Regions from separate parts of the Mus musculus genome. Here regions 2 and 3 are each linked to region 1. The links are chromatin contacts, called in public HiChIP or PLAC-seq and promoter capture Hi-C maps. All regions are on one chromosome and are shown on one strand. The core of a region is the stretch at or near the end of the contact, and the rest is flanking DNA. Distances in the headings are between cores, read along the strand shown.

Evidence for each region. Promoter capture Hi-C pulls out the DNA fragments that hold promoters and counts their contacts. HiChIP or PLAC-seq counts read pairs in DNA pulled down with a chosen protein or histone mark.
Region 2: an H3K27ac HiChIP or PLAC-seq map of embryonic stem cells shows a contact between it and region 1, with 6 times the contacts expected there. The contact joins the promoter of Sde2 here to the promoter of Ahctf1 in region 1. A contact is called at or near these places in 3 of 39 promoter capture datasets (hippocampal neurons, liver and pre-B cells) and 1 of 115 datasets of contacts at active chromatin or transcription factors (embryonic stem cells).
Region 3: a promoter capture Hi-C map of liver shows a contact between it and region 1, with 2.8 times the contacts expected there. The contact joins the promoter of Ephx1 here to the promoter of Ahctf1 in region 1. A contact is called at or near these places in 2 of 39 promoter capture datasets (liver and pre-B cells).

What each region holds. Positions count from the first base shown.
Region 1 is chr1:179,802,698-179,805,397 of GRCm38.p6, forward strand. It overlaps Ahctf1 (AT hook containing transcription factor 1), which reads right to left and starts at 1,318. Exons shown (of 36, transcript NM_026375.2): 1 at 656-1,318.
Region 2 is chr1:180,849,847-180,852,731 of GRCm38.p6, forward strand. Sde2 (SDE2 telomere maintenance homolog (S. pombe)) reads left to right here and starts at 1,305. Exons shown (of 7, transcript NM_145943.1): 1 at 1,305-1,446. The coding sequence starts at 1,327.
Region 3 is chr1:181,016,156-181,019,212 of GRCm38.p6, forward strand. Ephx1 (epoxide hydrolase 1, microsomal) reads right to left here and starts at 1,414. Exons shown (of 9, transcript NM_010145.3): 1 at 1,272-1,414.

The DNA of each region.
Region 1 (2,700 bases), core at 68-2,567:
GTGAGGACCTGGATGTGATTCTTCACGGTACCAAAAAGAAAGGTTCCACAAAGTCAACAAAAACCACCTGTCTCAAAAGGACCATGTGTGTACCTATCAATTCAAAAAGCAGAGTCGACTCTCCAAAAAGTCAACCAAAGGCAAAAGTCATGGGCCTTACAGCTCGCAGATGAGCTCCGGACACGGTTCTCTTAGATGTCCTGGACCAGATCCACTCAGCCCTGTGGCCCGCTTCGCGAGTGAAACTTTTTCCCCCGCCCAGGACTCACCCGAGCCAAGCACAGGACCATGTGGAGCTCACGCCAACGCCGGAGAGACTCGGAGCGCCCGCGGCTGTCCGCGGGGAACGCCCCACAAAGGTCTCCATCGCTCCGCTACACCCTGACGGCCCGGGGTCTCGAGTCAGACTCGTCCCGGGGGGCGGAGATCCCGCCCGCGGGCGCGGGAGACGAGCCCGGAGGCTCGACTCTGCGGCCATGTGCCGGCACCCGCCGCCAGGGTTATGTAACTAACGCCCGAGCGCTGGAACGAGCCGCACCGGTCGCGGCTCGCGGACGCCGCTTCCCCGCGAGGCGGTGCGCCCGGCCTAGGCCCCGGGCCTCGCCGCCCCGGCCGCCCCGCCCTCGGCGCGCGGGCCTGCGGTTCCCCACCCTACCTGAGCCCGCGGGCCAGGCCGCCAAGGGCCCCGGCGTCGCTGCTTCCGTGCGGTCCGTCACAGCATCTCCCGGGAGACACGGCCCGGCGCGCGCCCCGGGCCCGCGGAAGCCGCTTCTCGCTCAGTCTCTCGCCGGTCCCCTCAGGCCCCGGGTGCTCCTTCGCCCAATCCCGGCTTCGAACTCGTCCCACCGCCCGCGCCGCGTCCTCCCCGCTGGCGACTCGACTTACTGGGCTGGCACCGCTCGGGCCGCGCTCTGCGCATTACCCCGGGCGCACTGCCCGAACCCCACACACACAGCCTCTCCGCCCAGGGAAGGATCGTGGCCAGGGCGGGGATCCGATCGCAGATCGCGCTGCGGGGCTCGGACTTCTCGCGAGGGTTCCGGCCTCTGGCGCCGACTCCGCGGGAATTTTCAAACTTTCCCTACTAGGCCTTTCGCAAAGGGAGAAAACCGAGACGACGCCGGGAAGAAAGATTCATTTACGTACAGCAGGGTCTCTCCGCCTCCTAGGAGCAGATAGGCGAAAGACTACAAGTCCCATAGGGCTTTGTGCGCTGGGCGTAGTGTAGGGCGTGTCCGGCTTTGCGGAGCAAGGGCCGGCCTAATCTAGTGGCGGTTCCTGCTGGCAGCCAAGCGATAATCTTTCCGTCTATGACTGCTGCTCTTGCCTCCGTTTTTTCCGTTCTGTGCTCCAACTCTTCAAGGAAACGCACACACACACACAAAACCCAGACTTACTGAGAAACTCTTACTCTCATTTTTTTTTTTTTCTCAAAAAGCAGAGAGTTCAGGTCGCCTAGCCTAATCTTTTGTCATATATCTGACGCTGGGTAATTCTGCTGGCAGAGCTTCGTGCTTGGCATGCACGAAGCTGTAGGTTCCATTATGCCAAACCTATGTTTTCTTTTCGATTTGTTAGTATTGAGAGACGAGGAGTTGGGCAGACCCTTAGTAGACAAACAGGGACATGAGCCATGGCGAATTTCCAAGATGGCCAGCTTTTTTTAACCTCCTGATTTGAGACAAAAACCTGGCAAGCTTTTATCATCTACCTGCAGGTCACCTGCTGATGGACTGGTTCAATAAGTTCAAAGCCTGATTAGAACACGTTACACAACTGTAGTGGACCGATCAACCATCCATCCTTTCTGCCTTCAAACTGACCAACACTAAAGTAGGTCAGGGAGGTTTTAGAGGTTTTACAACCCCCAGGCCTCAAGAAGAGACTGGATTTTTCAGCTTCTCAAATCCCCTCTCTGTTTTGTAGAAGGTCTTTTTCTCTGTGTGTTTACTGCCTGCAATAAACGCCTTTTTAACTGCTAATTCTGCTACTGCTTGTTGTGCTTTGCCTTTTAACTCTTCTAGTCTTAACAGTTCTTTTTTTTTTTTTTTCCTTTCAGTTTGTTCTAGACATGGTTTCTCTGTGTAACAGCCCTGGCTATCTTGGAACTCTCTTAGTAGATGGGGCTGGCCTCAAACTCACAGAGATCTTCTTGCCTCTGTCTCCTGAGCCGTGGGATTAAAGACCTGAACCACCCTTTCATTCTTTTAACTATCAGTGAAAACAGATCCAATCAAGATCCCTAGACTGTATCATTTCTAGACTGTATCATTTCTAGACTGTATCATTTCTAGACTATCATTTGGAGCTCATCTTTGGGCTTTCTTCTGTAGACTATCAGTATCTCTCTTTGAAGCTAGACCCAGCACCAAAGAATTTTCAAACAAATGAAATAGAATGTGTCTTTATTACTGAGTTGTAAGAGCACAGGCAGAATCAGGAGGATCTCTGTGCGTTCAAGATCAGCCTGGTCTCCATAGTCGTTCCAAGGCTACATAGAGAAACCCTATCTCAAACAAACAAACAAACAAACAAACAAACAAACAAACAGAAGGGGGAAGAGAGAAGGAGAAGACATTAGTAGACTGCTTTAATCAGGAAAGCCTGTCTCTACTACTCTCTCTCTCTGCACAATTTTTGAGATAAAGCTGCCTCTTAGAAATAAACTGTTTATCTTTGTGACTTTTTCTTTATTCACTG
Region 2 (2,885 bases), core at 55-2,554, 1.0 Mb after region 1:
TAACGGACAGAATGGGAAAAGATGGAAGGTCACATGCTTCCCAGTTTGTCTGGAAGGTCACATGCTTCCCAGTTTGTCCTGCTTACGTATCGGATGAGACGCCTGTAGGCCTCTGGGTTACTACTACAACACTCATAAAATACTGCTTCTATGCACAACATGCTTTGTGTAATTATTCTTCATCTCCTGGAATCTTCATGGAGGCCCGCTTTCCCGCCTGTGTGCACCAACAGATCTATAACTCCACAGAACTGCAAGTCCTATTTTTGTTCATTTTCACAGTTAAAGGATTTCAAGATTTTGTGCTTTCTCCTCAGCGATTAGTTCCATCGGCCTGCATCTTAACAGCCGAGAATATGGCTCTGCGGGCCAGGGCATCTGTGTTCAGGAGACTGAGTTATCCTCCCGATAATCCTCCCAGCTTCATGCTAGCAGCTTTTAAATTGTTTAGTATTTCAGAGACAACATCATCTCAGCATATTAAATATTAAGGGCCTCCCTCAGCACCCGAACCTTAAAGTTGTTCTCTGTAAAATCTGCGCGAGTGTTCCCAGGGCACAGAAAGAACGTTACAGCGGGGGTTTTTGGAAGCAGTATGGCTATAAACGTCACTCCCGCCCCTGCCGTTCACAAGGGCCCATTTGCTGTGAAATATTTTGAAAACACAGCTGAAGCGGGGACAGCGCAGAGCGCAAACATGCAAAAATAGGAACGAGCCGAACGTGATGGAAGGAACGTGAAGGGGGGTTCAGGAAATGAACATAAACCTCTAGGGAACTACGCAGGCCGGGGCTGCGGTTTGGGGACCACTGGGGGCCGTTCTCTAGGACTGGGAGGCCTCGCGGGTAGAGGAAGCCGTTTTTCTCCCCGCAGCACCGGGAAGCAGTGGCTGCCTGGGACACAGCCCTCCCAATCCCAAAAATAGCTGCACAAACCGGAGTGGCGCGCTGGCCTGCGGCGCTGGGCGGAGCCACGGGCAGCTTATCACCCCCAGCCAAAGCGCTGTAGCCCAAGCGCAGCAACCGCGCCCAGAGCTCGCCCTTTATAGCCAGTCCCTTGAGCCCCGCCCTAGCAACCGCCCCTAGCAACGCCTAGCTCCAGCGCTCCGCGGTCTTATCGGCCTCAGGCAGGCCTTTCCTGTCCCCCTCCCCCACGCCAGCTCGCGTGACGCCGGGCCACGTGACCGCCTTCCGGAAAGGCGGGGGTGAGTGGTGGAAACCCGGGAGGCGGGGCGCTGGAAGACGAGGCCTTCCGTCATCGAGATGCGACCGGATGGCTGTGTCGCCTAGTGCCTGTCGCAGTCCAGAGGTTCCGTCACCAGACGAAATGGCGGAGGCTGCGGTGGTGGCGTGGGTTCGCGGCCCCGGTACCGTGTGGAAGGCGCTGCCGTGTGCCTCGGTTGGGTGCTCCGTGCGCGATGTGATCTACCGACACTGCCAGGAACAGGTGAGGATGGCGGTTCCCGGGAAATGGGGGAAAGAGATCACCAAGCCAGGCTGGGTTCGTCGTTGGGTGTTTCTGACTAATATGGGGACATTCCTCTGCTAGTCTATGGCAGTCGTTGTTTTGTCCCCACGTCGTAAGAGAATCTCCGTCCATTTACTGCGCTTTGTCCAACCTCGACTACAAACTCTCGTTCTGTTTCTTTTATCCCCCCAAATGATACCTTTAAGGTTCTCTTCTTACATTCACATTATAGATAGGAATATGCTTTCTTACCGACCCTCAGGACACCCATCCAGGCCAAAGAACGGTTAGAGAAGGATATGGAGTCATCCTGACAGAGCCAATCACTCACAGATATTCTTGGGCCTCTTTAGACTCTGCCATGTGGATATAAAACCCTGGTTAAGTGCTTCTAAAGTTTTAAGCTTTAATTCCCAAAGAAGCAGGCTTATACTGACTAGGAAATCTCAAACCTCTTCAATCATCTAAAGAGTTTACTGGGTTCCCTGAGTCTAATTTTAATCTGGGCGTTTGGTATAGAACAGTTTTTCTGTATGACTGCGCCTTCGTTGTAGTCTGTTTTCTCTGCTTGTTATGTAGAAACATAACAAATGTTAAAATACCAAATCTGTTCCTAAAGAGACTTGGATGAGTTCCAAGAAGAATATGTGATTTTCTAATTTCTTTGTCCTTTAAAAAACAAGGACAAGAAAGTCTTTCCTTGTAGCCCAGGATGTTCTGAACATACTGGAGGGCTGGGATTATTGGTGTGTCCCACCACATCTAGCCTTTGTTTTCTTCTCTATTCTGCGGTCTAGTAAGAAAAACAGAACCTTTTTTTAGCCATTCGAATTCAGATACTTTCCAAAACAGGTGACTTTTCAATGTATTTGAAGAATAATTTTCAAGTTTTATTTTTAAACTTAAAATTGATCCATAAACAATAGAATCTTAACAATGAGGAGTGTTGGAAATACACTTTTTTGAAAGGACACAGAAATAAGGCTGGGCCTGGTGGTGTATGCCTCTAATCTCAGCACTTGAGAGGTTTGGGGGTTCTTAGCCACGTCTCTATAGTGGTTTTGGGGCAGCCTGGACTATGTGAAACCCTGCTTGAAAGCAAAACAGCCTCCTATCACCTCGTCCTTAGATTTAACAGAGGCACTGTACATGGACTATGGGAGTCCAGACATCCAGAAAAAACCCCCAATAGAATTGAGTTTGGAGAACAGGTAAGCAGAAGCAGTTATCAGAGAGCATTTGAGTCTGTCTGTTACTTAACAACAGTAAATGTGAGTGCAAGCAGCTTACTAAGGACAGTTTGATGAAATAGGAAAAATCAAGATAGTTCAAGTTCAAGCTATACTTTTTAAAGCAAAACGGTTCTGATCCATGAAGAAGTTTTATCTCTCGCTGAGAGAGGAAGACCTCTGCCCTGT
Region 3 (3,057 bases), core at 164-2,663, 1.2 Mb after region 1:
CCTCACTGACTCTGGTCTCTCTTCCAGAGGGCAACTGAGGACATAAAAGCCACCCACAGCAGGCGCACCTCTGCCTCAGGGCCTTTGCATGTTCTCCTCAGCCTTGTGCAGCTGGATACTGAGTAGTGAGGCGCACTCCTGACCCTCCTGACCCTCTGGAGTGTGAAAGTGTGGCCTCTTCCTCTCTAGTCAACAGTCCTGCTCCCTCTTTATGACCTCCTATTTCCTACAGCTCACAAATATAATTTATATTTTACAAAGATATGTTTATTTATTATGTGGTGTTGGGGATCTGACCCAGGACCTTGAATTTTGTTTGTTGTCTGCATTCAAAAGCTCCCAGAGCCCATGAGAACACATTCCCTGCTATCCCCAGGGTGGGTGGGTGGGGGGCAGTGTCTGAACAGTCAGTCCGTGTCGTTGAGCACGGTTGCACTGAACATACTTCTTTAGGGACACAGGAAGCCCTCACGTGGCCCGCCTGGTGTGGGTATTAGGGAATGGAAAGTCTTTGCTGAACACGCCCACGTTTTTGTTCCACCCTTCCCCCCAGCCCCCTCAGCTTCAAGTCTTGTGTGAAGTCAGACCACGCACAGCCAGTGAAAGCCTCCACTTGAGGGAGGAAGTCACTGTCACAGTAAAAACAATGTGAGCCTCTGGGGCTCTGCGACTTTAAAAAAAAGATCAGGCCGAAATCGGAGGCAGAGAAGCAAATGTCGCAGATGTCCATCTCTACAATCCTGCCAGCAGCACAGAATGCCAGCAAAGGCACAGCCCTACTGTCAACGCGCATGCATACATACCGGATCCCTCCACCTCCCTCCTGATCCCGCCAACCAGATGCCAGAAAGGCTATCCAGACTTCTGGCCGCCGGAAGTTTAAATGACGGGAGGTGCAGACTGGAGAAGTTAAAATTAAGAGTCACTTGGACGGCGCCCTCAGCTACCTGGATTGGCTCAGGTGCCTGGGCAAGTAGCAAGCCTGGAACCCAAGGGACAAACATGCATGGGGGGGCGGGCGGGCGGGGAAACCAGGGGGCTGAGGAGCCAGCATCGCTGTCAGGCGCAGCACCCACCCCTTGCTTCCGAAGCGCAAGCAAGGGGTTGACGCCCCTGGAAGAGGATGGAGCATCAGATGCAGGACTAAGAAGCATGGCCTATTGCACGCCTGGATCGGTCTTAGGATAAGGGGAAGCGCATTTAGCTGCGGGAGATACGCGAAGCCCTCGCAACTCTCACGCTGGAGTGCCGCTGCTGTCCCCGGAGCTTACTGTCAGGGTCGCTCTCGGGTTCCTACTCCCGCGGCGGCTGGTGTGCAGTTCCTCCACTCTCAAACTCCTCTTGAGCCTCTTTGCCTGCTGCTGAGCTGGTGACACCAGCTGCCTGTTAGCCCCGCCCCCACTAGCCCCGCCCAGGCCTTGGCCCCACCCCCGAGTTGGCTGGTTGGCCAAGGCTAGCTGAGCATCTAGCTAAGGTGTTTCACCTATTCTGGCAAAGTCTGCTGTTCTGAACAGGGTATTGGCAGTTTAAACTCTGCAGTCTGTGGACTCTACACACAAGAGCCCAAGCTGGCCTGGTGCTACAGCCTTCCTCTCACCTTCCTAGCAGTTCGTTGTAACCATTTTATAAGCGAACCAGTCAGTGAGCAAACATCTGGGGATAAAGCTTGAGGGTAGAGTGTCTCGCGTGGGCAAGGCGCTGGAGTTCATTCCCAGAACCACAAATAAAATAGTGAAGTGTGGAATGAACACACAAACCTGAAGTTTGTCGTTAAGTGCACCCTGTGAGGCTGGCTGATCTGAAGCCCAGGAGGCATGGACACCAAGCAGAGGCCAGCACAGGGAGGAGGGAGAGAGCGCTGCCTAGCCAGCAAGCAGGAGTAGGACAACCACAGTTCCTGGCACCCTTGGGGCTAACCTGCTCTCCATTAGCCAGCCTGCCCAGTGCCCTGTCTTTACCCCCGCGGCCCTCCTAAGACTCGCCTAGAACCTTCTCAGGCTTCAGCAGCCACACAGACAAGATGACCAGGCACACCACTGTGAGGGCCTAGCAGTGCCTGCCGCGGGGTCCAGGTTTATCATCCTACACACATGTGAAGCGTAGGGATCCTATTTTCACCTCTCACCTCTGATCTCCAGCCTCCTTCGCTGCTCATCATGGCCCAAACCCTCTCCGTTCTAACGGAGAGCCGGTTTCTCTCCAGTGAACACATTCAACTCATTCCTGCCTCCGTGGAACTCCTGGATAGTGTGTCCTCAATCCTCTCTGGGAACCTGGGATTTCCAGGTACTGCAGCTCCTTCCCCTCCCCAGCACACCGTTTGCACACCTGCCGTCCTCCTCTGCAGTGTATAGTCCAGGCTTGTTTCATAGCGCCCTCTAAACTGTTCCCACAGGAGCGCTGCCTCCAGCCATTCAGCAAAGCAGTAAACGTATTGTTCTTAACAAAGTGTAGATGGAAACATTCTAATGTGCTGGGCAATGGTGGCTACACCTTTATTCCCAGCATTCCTTGAGTAGGAGCCAGAGGCAGGCAGATCTTTGACTATGATGCCAGCCTGGTCTACAGAGAAAGTTCCAGGACAGCCAGGGTCACACAGAGAAACCCTGTCTTGAAAAAGAAAGAAAGGGGCTGGTGAGATGGCTCAGAGGTTAAGAGCACCGACTGCTCTTCGGAAGGTCCTGAGTTCAAATCCCAGCAACCACATGGTGGCTCACAACCATCTGTAATGGGATCTGATGCCCTCTTCTGGTGTGTCTGAAGACAGCTACAGTACTTACATATAACAATAAATAAAAAAAATTACATTGTCTCAAAAAATAAGAAAATAACTAAAAATAAAAAAAAAAGAAAGAAAGAAGAAAAGAAAAGAAAAGAAAAGAAAAGACAAAACCATAACACTAGTTGCTGGTGATGGATGTATCATCCTGTGAATGTGATAAACCTACTTGTCTTAGTTAGGTCTCCTACTGCTAAGATAAAATATCGTGATCAAAGCAGCACAGGGAAGAAGGGATTGGTTTCAGCTGGAAACTCAGACACACTCCATCCCTGAGG